Regions from separate parts of the Sus scrofa genome. Here regions 1 and 2 are each linked to region 3. The links are chromatin contacts, called in public Hi-C maps. All regions are on one chromosome and are shown on one strand. Each heading gives the region's core, a stretch centred on a gene start, on an enhancer-like site or on the middle of the called end of the contact. The rest is flanking DNA. Distances are from core to core; before and after follow the strand shown.

The links. Hi-C and Micro-C count contacts between places; a contact is called where the count stands out from the background.
Region 1: a Hi-C map of embryonic fibroblasts shows a contact between it and region 3, with 4 times the contacts expected there. The contact joins two enhancer-like sites. A contact is called at or near these places in 2 of 47 Hi-C or Micro-C datasets (embryonic fibroblasts and subcutaneous adipose tissue).
Region 2: a Hi-C map of subcutaneous adipose tissue shows a contact between it and region 3, with 2.8 times the contacts expected there. The contact joins two enhancer-like sites. A contact is called at or near these places in 3 of 47 Hi-C or Micro-C datasets (embryonic fibroblasts and subcutaneous adipose tissue) and 1 of 2 datasets of contacts at active chromatin or transcription factors (skeletal muscle).

The regions. Positions count from the first base shown.
Region 1 is chr1:165,061,443-165,064,767 of Sscrofa11.1, reverse strand. All of the region lies in intron 1 of SMAD3 (SMAD family member 3), which reads right to left. Among named protein-coding and RNA genes, the nearest start is that of SMAD3, 65 kb to the right of the region's middle. Within about 2 kb of position 1,552, at least 11 of the 83 cell types and tissues checked have an H3K27ac peak or open chromatin away from gene starts, as enhancers often do. A contact at or near this core is called in embryonic fibroblasts, where this site is marked.
Region 2 is chr1:165,117,542-165,120,773 of Sscrofa11.1, reverse strand. SMAD3 (SMAD family member 3) reads right to left here. Exons shown (of 9, transcript NM_214137.1): 9 at 1-902. The coding sequence ends at 779. Among named protein-coding and RNA genes, the nearest start is that of AAGAB, 74 kb to the left of the region's middle. Within about 2 kb of position 1,708, at least 24 of the 83 cell types and tissues checked have an H3K27ac peak or open chromatin away from gene starts, as enhancers often do. A contact at or near this core is called in skeletal muscle and subcutaneous adipose tissue, where this site is marked.
Region 3 is chr1:165,765,889-165,769,007 of Sscrofa11.1, reverse strand. SKOR1 (SKI family transcriptional corepressor 1) reads right to left here. Exons shown (of 9, transcript XM_021100496.1): 9 at 2,781-3,119. Among named protein-coding and RNA genes, the nearest start is that of SKOR1, 14 kb to the right of the region's middle. Within about 2 kb of position 1,262, at least 81 of the 83 cell types and tissues checked have an H3K27ac peak or open chromatin away from gene starts, as enhancers often do. A contact at or near this core is called in embryonic fibroblasts, skeletal muscle and subcutaneous adipose tissue, where this site is marked.

The DNA.
Region 1 (3,325 bases), core at 303-2,802, 700 kb after region 3:
CCAGGCCTTCTCTATCGATGTCCTGAAGCCCCTGTTGAATAAGCCAGCCACAGTGCTGCTCCTGTGCCCTGGAACTTTCCTTGAGAACTTGGCCTAGATACTACGCTGTCTGCAAATTTTCTTTCTCTGTGTAGGGAAGAACAGACAGGTGAATGGAACACTCTGGGGTCAGAAGGCCCTGGTCCATATTCCATCACCACCCCTGACTGTGCAGCCTTGGGTCAGTTGCTTGGCCTCTCTGGGCCTCTGTTGCTTCCGCTGTAAAAATGCACATGCTAACCGTCTACCACACAAGGTTATTACTGCAAGAATTCAGTGGAATAACAAGGGTGGAATGTCTACCACAGCGCCTGGGACGCCCAGACACTGAGCAAATGCAAGTATCCCCTCTTCCCAGTGATAAGGAGACCCGAGCCCTAGCCCCATTCTGCTCCTCAGTGGCTGTCACAGTAAAGTCATACCCCGCCCTGTGACCGCAATGATGCCCTCCAAAATGTAGGGGATGGGAGCTGACCTAACAAGTAAATCCTAAAGCAATGCTGTCCAGTAAGGCAGCCACCAGGCTCACACACCAAATGAGCATTTGAAATGGCCACGCTGGAGCAAGACATGCTGTAAGTAGACAGAACGTGCTGACTTCGAAGACAGTATGATTTTTAAAAGGATGTAAATTGTCTCATTAACAACCCTGATATTGAATACGTTTGTATTCAATAAAATAAATTATTTAAAATTGACTTCACCTTTTTCTCTCTTTTTCGGCCACCCTGTGGAAGACGGAGTTCCCAGGCCAGGAATCAGATCCCAGCTGCAGTCAAGACCTAAGCTACAGCTACAGCAATGCCAGATCCTCAACCCACTGTGCCGGGCCAGGATCAAACATGCGTCCCAGCTCCCAAGATGAGGCCAATCCCTTTGCACCATAGCAGGAACTCCTGATTTCACTTTTTTCTTTCACCCTTTAATGTGGCTAGTAGATTTCAAATTATACATGTAGCATGCACTGTCTTCCTATCAGAAAGCACTGCTCTAGGATGCTAAGCCTTCAGTGCTGTGGGCATTATTCTCTTCCTATCTAGACTTGTAGTTCCTTCTGGAGAGAGAAGGCCTGCTGGCTCTTCCTTTTTCCCCCCTAAAACAGATAGTGTTCAAGGTATGTACCGAAATACTCTTTAGGGATCTGATGAATAACATCTTAAGACTTTAAAAGTGGTCAAGCAGTCACCAAGCACCAGGAACCTGGTGGTGGGTAAAAACACACGCCAGCTCATTTAATCCTTACAGGGACCACATCTTACAGACAATGGAAATGAAGCTCAGAAAGGCTGAGTGACTTGTTCAAGGCTACTGGATGGTCATGGGCTATAGCTGGGACCCAAACCTAGGCTGTTCTTGACTCCAAGTCCAGCTTCTTCTCTGTCGTTCCATGAGACAAAGCACACAGCCCCCGCCCCTCTATATCACACATATCCTGGAAGCACTCCAGTCCCAGCGACACTCTGCCTCCCATCCTCCCACTCCCAACACCAAAGGATTTCCCAGCAAGCCAGAAATGACACACCACCACACAGAGTCCATGCATAACCCTATCCACGTCTGGGCCCAGGCTGGGTTAGCTCAGAATGAGTCACTTTTTAAAAGGGGTGAGTGATAGGGAAAGGAGGATTCTAACTTGTTGCCAATGAACTTCCTGGCCAGGGTGCAGGTGGAAACCTGAGTCTAAAGAACTGGGGAACAGCAAAGAGCCTGATGAGGTATTTTTTCAGAGGAACTCCTTAGCAAGGCTGAGCAGCCCTAAGTTGCAAAAGCTCCAGCCCCGTTAAAAATCATCTCCCTCAATATTACAAAGCCACAGTCATCAAGACAGTGTGGTACTGGTACCCAAACAGACAGACAGACAATGCAACAGAATAGAGAACCCAGAAATAAACCCAGACACCTACAGTCAATCTTCAACAAAGGGAAGAACATAAAACAGGGAAAAGACAGTCCTTTCAGCAAGCGGTGCTTGGAAAACTGGACAGCCACGTGTAAATCAGTGAAACTGGAACACGCCCTCACACCATGCACAAAAATAAACTCAAAATGGCTTAAAGCCTTAAATGTAAGACAAGACACCATCAAACTCCTAGAAGAGACCATGGGCAGAACATTCTCTGACATCAACCATACAAATGTTTTCTTGGGTCAGTCTCCCAAGGCCAACAGAAATAAAAGGAAAAATAAACCAGTGGGACCTAATCAAACTGACAAGCTTTGGTACAGCAAAGGAAACCATTAAAAAAAAAAAAAAAAAGAACCTGCAGAATGGGAGAAAATAGTTTCAAATGATACAAATGAGAAGGGCTTAATCTCTAAAATATACAAAAAACTTATACAACTCAACAGCAAAAAAAAAAAAAAAAAAAAAAAAAAAAACCCAATTGAAAAATGGGCAAAAGACCTGAACAGACATTTTTCCAAGGAAGAGGTACAGATGGCCAATGAGCACATGAAAAAAATGTTCAACATCACTGATTATTAGAGAAATGCAAATCAAAACTACCACAAGGTACCACCTCACACCAGTCAGAATGGCCATCATTAATAAGTCCACAAGTAACAAATTCTGGAGAGGATGTGGAGAAAAGGGAACCCTCCTGCACTGCTGGTGGGAATGTAAGCTGGTACAACCACTATGGAGAACAGTATGGAGGTATCTTAGAAAACTAAATACAAGGCTACCATATGACCCAGCAATACCACTCTTGGGCATATATCCAGACAAAACTTTCCTTAAAAGAGACACATGCACCCATATGTTCACTGCAACATTATTCACAATAGCCAAGACATGGAAACAACCTAACTGTTCATCAAGAGATGAATGGATTAAGAAGATGGGGTATACATACACAATGGAATACTATTCAGCCATAGAAAAGAACAAAATAATAAAATAATGCCATTTGCAGCAACATGGATGGAACCAGAGACTCTCATACTAAGTGAAGAAAGTCAGAGAGAGAAAGCCAAATACCATATGATATCACTTATATCTGGAATCTAATATACAGCACAAATAAACCTTTCCACAGAAAAGAAACTCATGGACTTGGAGAACAGACTTGTGGCTGCCAAGGGGGAGTGCGGGGGGAGGGAGTTGGGTGGACTGGGAATCTGGGGTTAATAGATGCAAACTATTGCATTTGGAATGGCTAAGCAATGAGATCCTGCTGTATAGCACTGGGAACTATGTCTAGTCACTTATGATGGAGCATGATAACGTGAGAAAAAGAATGTATATATATATATATATATATATATACACACACACACACACACG
Region 2 (3,232 bases), core at 459-2,958, 650 kb after region 3:
TCCTTCATGGAAACACTTGACGTAATTCAAATCTCTCATATGAGGCTGATGATACAAACTCTGGTACATATGCACTGAGCCTCAACAGAGCTTTCCAACTGCTGAAAGTGAAGACAAATTTAAGAGTGTTTTTAAACCGGTGTCCCACCAGCTTTTCCCACCATCTCTCTGCACATTGTGACCACACTCGCTTGCTCACTGTAATCAGTACGCTCTGAGATGGATAGAGACAGACAAGCCCCCTCCCTGCCCCAAGTCAGTCCAGGCCCCAGGTTACAGGGTCTGCTGCTGCAGCTGGGGTTCAGGAATGCTCAGTGGGGGAAGAGGGCTGGACCTGAGGTGTGCTCACACCCCTGCGGGCTTCTCCCAGCCTAGAGCACCCAAGGCCCATTCCACATTCCGGTCCTGATCAGAAGGCCATTTCCCATTGGACAGTGACATCCCAGTTTCTGTCCTTAAAAAAGGGGGGGGGGAGGCAGGGGGAGGTGGCAGGTGGTGAGATACCACCTGTTTGCTCAAGCCGCCAGAGCAGAAGCCATTTCTTGCCCTTCAAGCTGGGGCCAAAGGGAAGATGTGTTCAGCAGACACAGCTGTTCATAGAAATCCATCTCCGGGTTTGCTTTTGTGTTTTGGAAAACAGGCTGGTGCCACTTTGGTTGAGGGAGAAAAATGTCTTCTTCCTTGACCACAGTGAGTAGAGTTCTGATTTCTCCACCTCCTCCACAGCCATCTTCCCCGAGCCCGCCCTCCCCACCCTCCCCCTTCACACCCAATGTCTCTAAGACACACTGGAACAGCGGATGCTTGGGGAGCCCATCTGGGTGAGGACCTTGTCAAGCCACTGCAATGGCCCATTCAGGTGCAGCTCAATCCAGCAGGGGGTGCTGGTCACAGTCTGTCTCCTGCAAGACATAGGGAGAGGGGTGGGTTGGGAGACTTTAAGAATGTCTAGAAGCCCACACATACAAGTCAGAACCCCTTTTCCTGCTTTGGGACCATCTTCTTCCCAGAGCCAGGGATATGGCCTGTCATGCTGGACCCTGCCCTGGAGGAGGTGCCAGTAACTTGCTGAAACTGCCAGGCCAGACTCTGCCAAACAGGAAGGGCCCCGAGTAGATCGGGGAAGGAGGTGGCCCTTAAAGAGAAACACATAAGGCAAATTCCAGGGTGTCCCAGAGGCCCACCGGTTGCTGTGATGGGCCCCCAGTGGAGAAGCTCCAGCCCAAGCAAAGGTCTCCCTGGCCCCCCTGTCCTGAGCAGACACCTACAGCTCCCTGCCTTCAGCCCCAGCAGGCCACGATGACGTGCGTCTGTCTGATCGAGGGGTGTTTTTTACAAAGCGCCGACAGAGTCCACATGCCGTCGGTCCCCGATGTGCTGATATAATTCCCATCTATGGCCTTATTTTGGAAAATCTTACGAGCAGAGCAAGCCATGGAACAATTACTGGAAAAAACTGAGGCACACCACACGTTTCTTTTCCCCAAAGCACTTTGTCTAAATTCGGGCTGGTTGATGACGCAGCTCGCAGGCGAGCTCCCAAAGGCCTCCTGAGCAAAGGCTATCTGCTGAGGCCGGAGGCGCTGGTGCCAGCTGGAGGTGAGAGGCCTGGGCCCTGGGCCCTGCTTTTGGCCACCTCACAGGAAGGGATGAAACCTTACTCTCCTTGGCCCAGGAGGCAGAAGGAAGGCGAGACTGTTCTGGGAAGGGGCCGCACAGCCAGTTAGGCTGCTCCACCGTGCTGCCAGGTGGCAGTGACGTGGGCTGCACAGCACTGGGTGTGCTGGCCGTATGTCCTGTGTGGTGACACAGTGCCCCCAGGGAAAGGCTTCTGCCAGCAAGGGGCCACTTCTCAAGCACTTGAAGCTGGAGCACTGTGGTGCTGCACCCAGGTCAAGAACCACAGGCCTGAGGGCAGCAGCATCCTTGCTTGGCCACGCTTCGCCCAAGTGGAAGGTTAGCAATGGGCTTCTGGGCTCAGCCCTGCGGTGCCTGCCTGACCTGGGTGCCCAAGTGTGGCCCTCCGGACTGCAGTCTGAGTGGTAAAGAGCACCTGGGCCTCCCTCCCTCTGGCTCTTTTCCCTTGATTCCATCTTTAAGTATCTCCTTTCCCCAGCTTCAAAACAAGACTAATTTTCTAACCTTTCAATTCTTGTTGCCTACATGATTACAGCCAAGGCTAAAGGGTCCCTCAGGTTGGGCCTTTGGGCCTGGGCTCAGCTCAGGCCATATAACTGGGCTGTAAGTTCTCCTGAGGGCTGACCAGTGGGAACGTTGCGCTGGTCATTCATCCCAGATCTCAGACCCCAGAGACCAAGGTGCCACGTCCCCCAGCACTGCGGGGCTGACACAGGGAACAGCAGCTGAAATACGGTAAATGAAAGAGGAGAATTTTATGGACCGAAATCCTCTAATGAGAATCTGACTTTCCATAAGTCATGCTCATCTGGATTTCATTATAAACGGTGGCCCAGAGCCAATATTGAAATGGGTTTGGCTCGGGTGCAGAATGACTGCAAAACAAAATGGATTCCAAACATCTGGAAAAATGAAGCGAAGGGGAGAGTAACTTGCAAGGCCCTGGCTCCAGCTGACGTGTGGGTACCTCTGTGTCTGCCACAGAGCAGGGGGCTGGGCCCACAGACCTGCCCCTTGGGAGACTCCTGTCCAGGTGTGGGGAGAAAAGGAATAGGATTCTTGAAGCCCACCCCAGAACAGTCTGAGAAACTCGAGAGCAGACCAGGGAGACCCCTAACCAGTGCCATGTTGAAACCACTGTCTGAAATTATGAAAAAAAAAAAAAATCATTTCTGAGCAAGTAAGATATCTTCCTGTAGGACTATCAAATCTCCTCGTCCCCTCCCTGCTTCTCAGTTTTAATATCCTAGGTCCTGAGGGTCGCTCCGGTCAGAGATGGAGCCACAGAGGAGGGAAGGAACTCCAGGATGAAGACCCAACTTCCCGGGGAGGGTCATTGTACAAGCAGCTGCCCAAAGCCAACTAGGAGAAAGACACCAAGGGGGCACAGTTCTAGGCTCAGTTTTTCTACAAATGATGTGACTTCAGGCAAGTGGCTTGCCCTCCCTGGACCTTGGTTCCCTCATCTGTACGAAGGGGACCATGCCCATGTCCCTGCCCAAGGTTGTAGTGAGGCTGAAATGGGACTGTGTGCATCCAGCGCCTGAGAAAGTCAAGTGCTAGGCGAGCACTGCTCAGCCCTTCCTCACCCAGT
Region 3 (3,119 bases), core at 13-2,512:
AGAAAAAAACAAACGGAACAAACAAAACCCCACCTCTGGCTCAAAATAACACATGCTCATGTAGCCAGAAGCCAGGAACAACCTGGTGCATCTCCTGCTGGTTTCTGCAGTAAGGCATTTATGAACCCATGAGATGTACCTGTCCCTGTGACACGTGTGCACATCAACTGTGTCGAAAAGGCTCTCCTTCTAAATAAATGAATAAAAACATGGATGCTAATTGAAGATTAGCATCATCTCCCATCATTGCTAATACGCTTTTTAGTTATTTGCAATTCCCTTTTGTAAATCTGAGAGAAACATCATTGCCCAAATTAGCTCTTTTCGCTCAATAAAGGCCATATTAGCATTCTGAGGTTTGTGTTTGCTTGCTGCTTATTTAGAGAGAGGTCAAATGAGAAGTTGGGCTGCCTGCACCTGATTTCCATTTCACTGAAAAGGGGGAAGGAGTTGGTCCTCCAGATTCCCCAAAGGCCAGGCCAGGTGCTCCCTGGCTGGGGCTGAGTCAGGTTCACAGTGAAGAGCCAGCGCTCAGCCTAGACCACCCCTGAAGGACTAGCCCAGATGGGTGAAACTGACTCAGGTGGCCCCAAGGTCTTCCTCTGACAGGTACTATCTGTCCTGTCCTCTGAGGGCTGCATCCCCACCATCAAGCCACAGCTCGACTGTCCCCTCCCTCCTGTCCACCCACTGAAGTGGCAGGCCTTCATTCCCCAGCCACGGCTCTGTCCCAAATGTTCCTTCCAAGCTGTCTCAAGACCGAGAATGCTCTCCCCTTGCTGGAACAGAAGCAGCTCCATGACCACAGCAACCCTAATCACTCGATCACCCCTGCAACCTCAGCGCTCACGTCATAGGACCTTGATATTTGGTGAAAAAATGAAAGCAGGAAGTAAAGTCTGAACTGTTAAGGTCTTGGGAATATTGTTTAAGAAAAAGGCAGGCTACACTCTTGGCCCCCATCTTTTCTCTCTTGAATCCCACCGTGAAAGCAGACTTGCACCCATATCACGACTTCTTTCACCACTGGCAGGATCATTTTAGCCTTAATAATTTAACCAACTAGAGCCTCAGTTTTCTAACCTTCAAACTGGGGGGCGCGGAGGGGGTTGGGGGAGGAAACCGATTAGGTTAAGTGCCTGCCCCGGGACTAGATTAAAGAGTGGTGACATTTCCCAAAGCGCCACGACTCCCAAGTCACTCTAAGCAAAGCCAGGAACCCAGAGTGGACACCCTCCCTCTTCCCCTTGGCCTCCAGCGCGGGGTGGGTCAATAGGCAACCCCCCACCGAGGAAGCAGCGGGACACCGGCGCCCGGAGCCGCAGCCCTAGGCCGCCCCGCCCAGCCTCTTCCGGTTCGCGGTCGGTGGCTCCAGACCTCGCGGTGGTTATGGGTCCTAGCCTGACCATCGGTTCGCAAACGTTTCGGGGGCACGGACTCCACTTCTGTGGGGCCCTCATTGGCACCACGGTCCCAGGCCCTCAAAAACCACTCGCGCAGTGCACACGCTTCTCCGCGTAGTTCCGGGTACAATACGCCGCCGCATCCCCCTCCGCCACGCGCCAGGAGGACTCCAGGGACAACCGCTGGGCTCGCAGACCCGCAATAGTGAGAGAAGCGCTAGGGGAACGAGCACCACGTGACCGAGCGTGACAGTAAGGCGCGCGGAGGTCGGGCGGGCAGAGGGCCAATTTCCCATGGTCCCTTCATTTGCATATAATATGTAAGAAGGTTAAAGAGACAATTCTACTTAACTCTCCCAAAATCACAAAGATATGATGACAGTATGTGTGACATAGAAGGTCATAAATCCTCGAATACTTTTAAATTGAAAAAAATTACTCTTCTATAGTCACCATAATCAAAAAAGTTTTTATGTTCTTGGCTTTATATACCCTCTGAGAAGACCCAGCCGTCGTGCTCGCTTCGGCAGCACATATACTAAAATTGGAACGATACAGAGAAGATTAGCATGGCCCCTGCGCAAGGATGACACGCAAATTCGTGAAGCGTTCCATATTTTTGTCCTAGGGTTTACCTGGTTGTAGAGTTTGTACCTCGATGTAATCTTTTCACATACAGGTATTACTTTTTGACACAAAGGAAACTATAGTCACCGGACATGGAGTAAAAGTGTGGGCAGTCAGATTCATCAGTTTGTCGTGCTATTTACATCTAGCCCTTGGGCCCCAGTCTTCAGTCTCTCAAATCTTGCCTCTGCTTCCCTTTGCACTATCCTGGGTTCTACTCTACCTTACACTTAAGGAAAAGGTCTCACTAAAGTTGATCCGTTTCACGTCCAAAACAAAACAGAATCTTACTGCTACCATAAGCATAAGTTATACTATACCAGGGACTTGGAGCAATGCTGACCCCTCATGCTGCCTCTGAATTTAAAATAATAATACCTGCACACTCCTTACTGAGCATCAACCATGTGCCAGGGCCTTCACGGATTTCTCTTTTTAATAATCCTGACAGCCCTGCCTTGTGGGTGTTACTGACACCAGGTCACAGGAGTAGAGCCACCTGGGCATGATCATGTAATTAGTAAACAGCCAAAGCAAGGCCTGAAAAGACCTTTAGAGGCAAAGACCCTGAGAAGACAGGGATCCTGTCCCCAGGTAATTCAGTTGCAAAAAAGCACAGTCCTGATGGGTAAGATGGGGGGCGGGGGAGGGGGGCAAAGGAAGTTCAGATTTCCTGTGATGTTTGTCAGTGATTTTTGAGATAGCAATTTCTTTCCAATAGAAAAATATTGGTGCATGTGCTTTGCTGGTGCCTGAGCATGCAGGTAGTCCAAGTCTCTACACCCTCTGGGAGCCCAGTCGGTTGCCTCGCCAACCCACTCCCAGGCTCTGTGGTCACCTCAGTCAAGGCAGATGCAGGATCACAGAGCCCCAGAGCCTCCCCAGGGCAGCAGTGTGTCCCCTTCCTGTGGGTGCTCAGAGCTGTGGAACAGTGTTCCATCAGGATCTATTTCTGATGTCTTCAGTAGAGGTGAAATGATCCTTTCCAGGTAACAGCCAAGAACAGGGATCTATGACACCTCTTTGATTTTTTCCTTTCTTTCCCCAGAGATGCCTGGTTCCTTAGAAGCCACTTGAGCAATTGAGTGA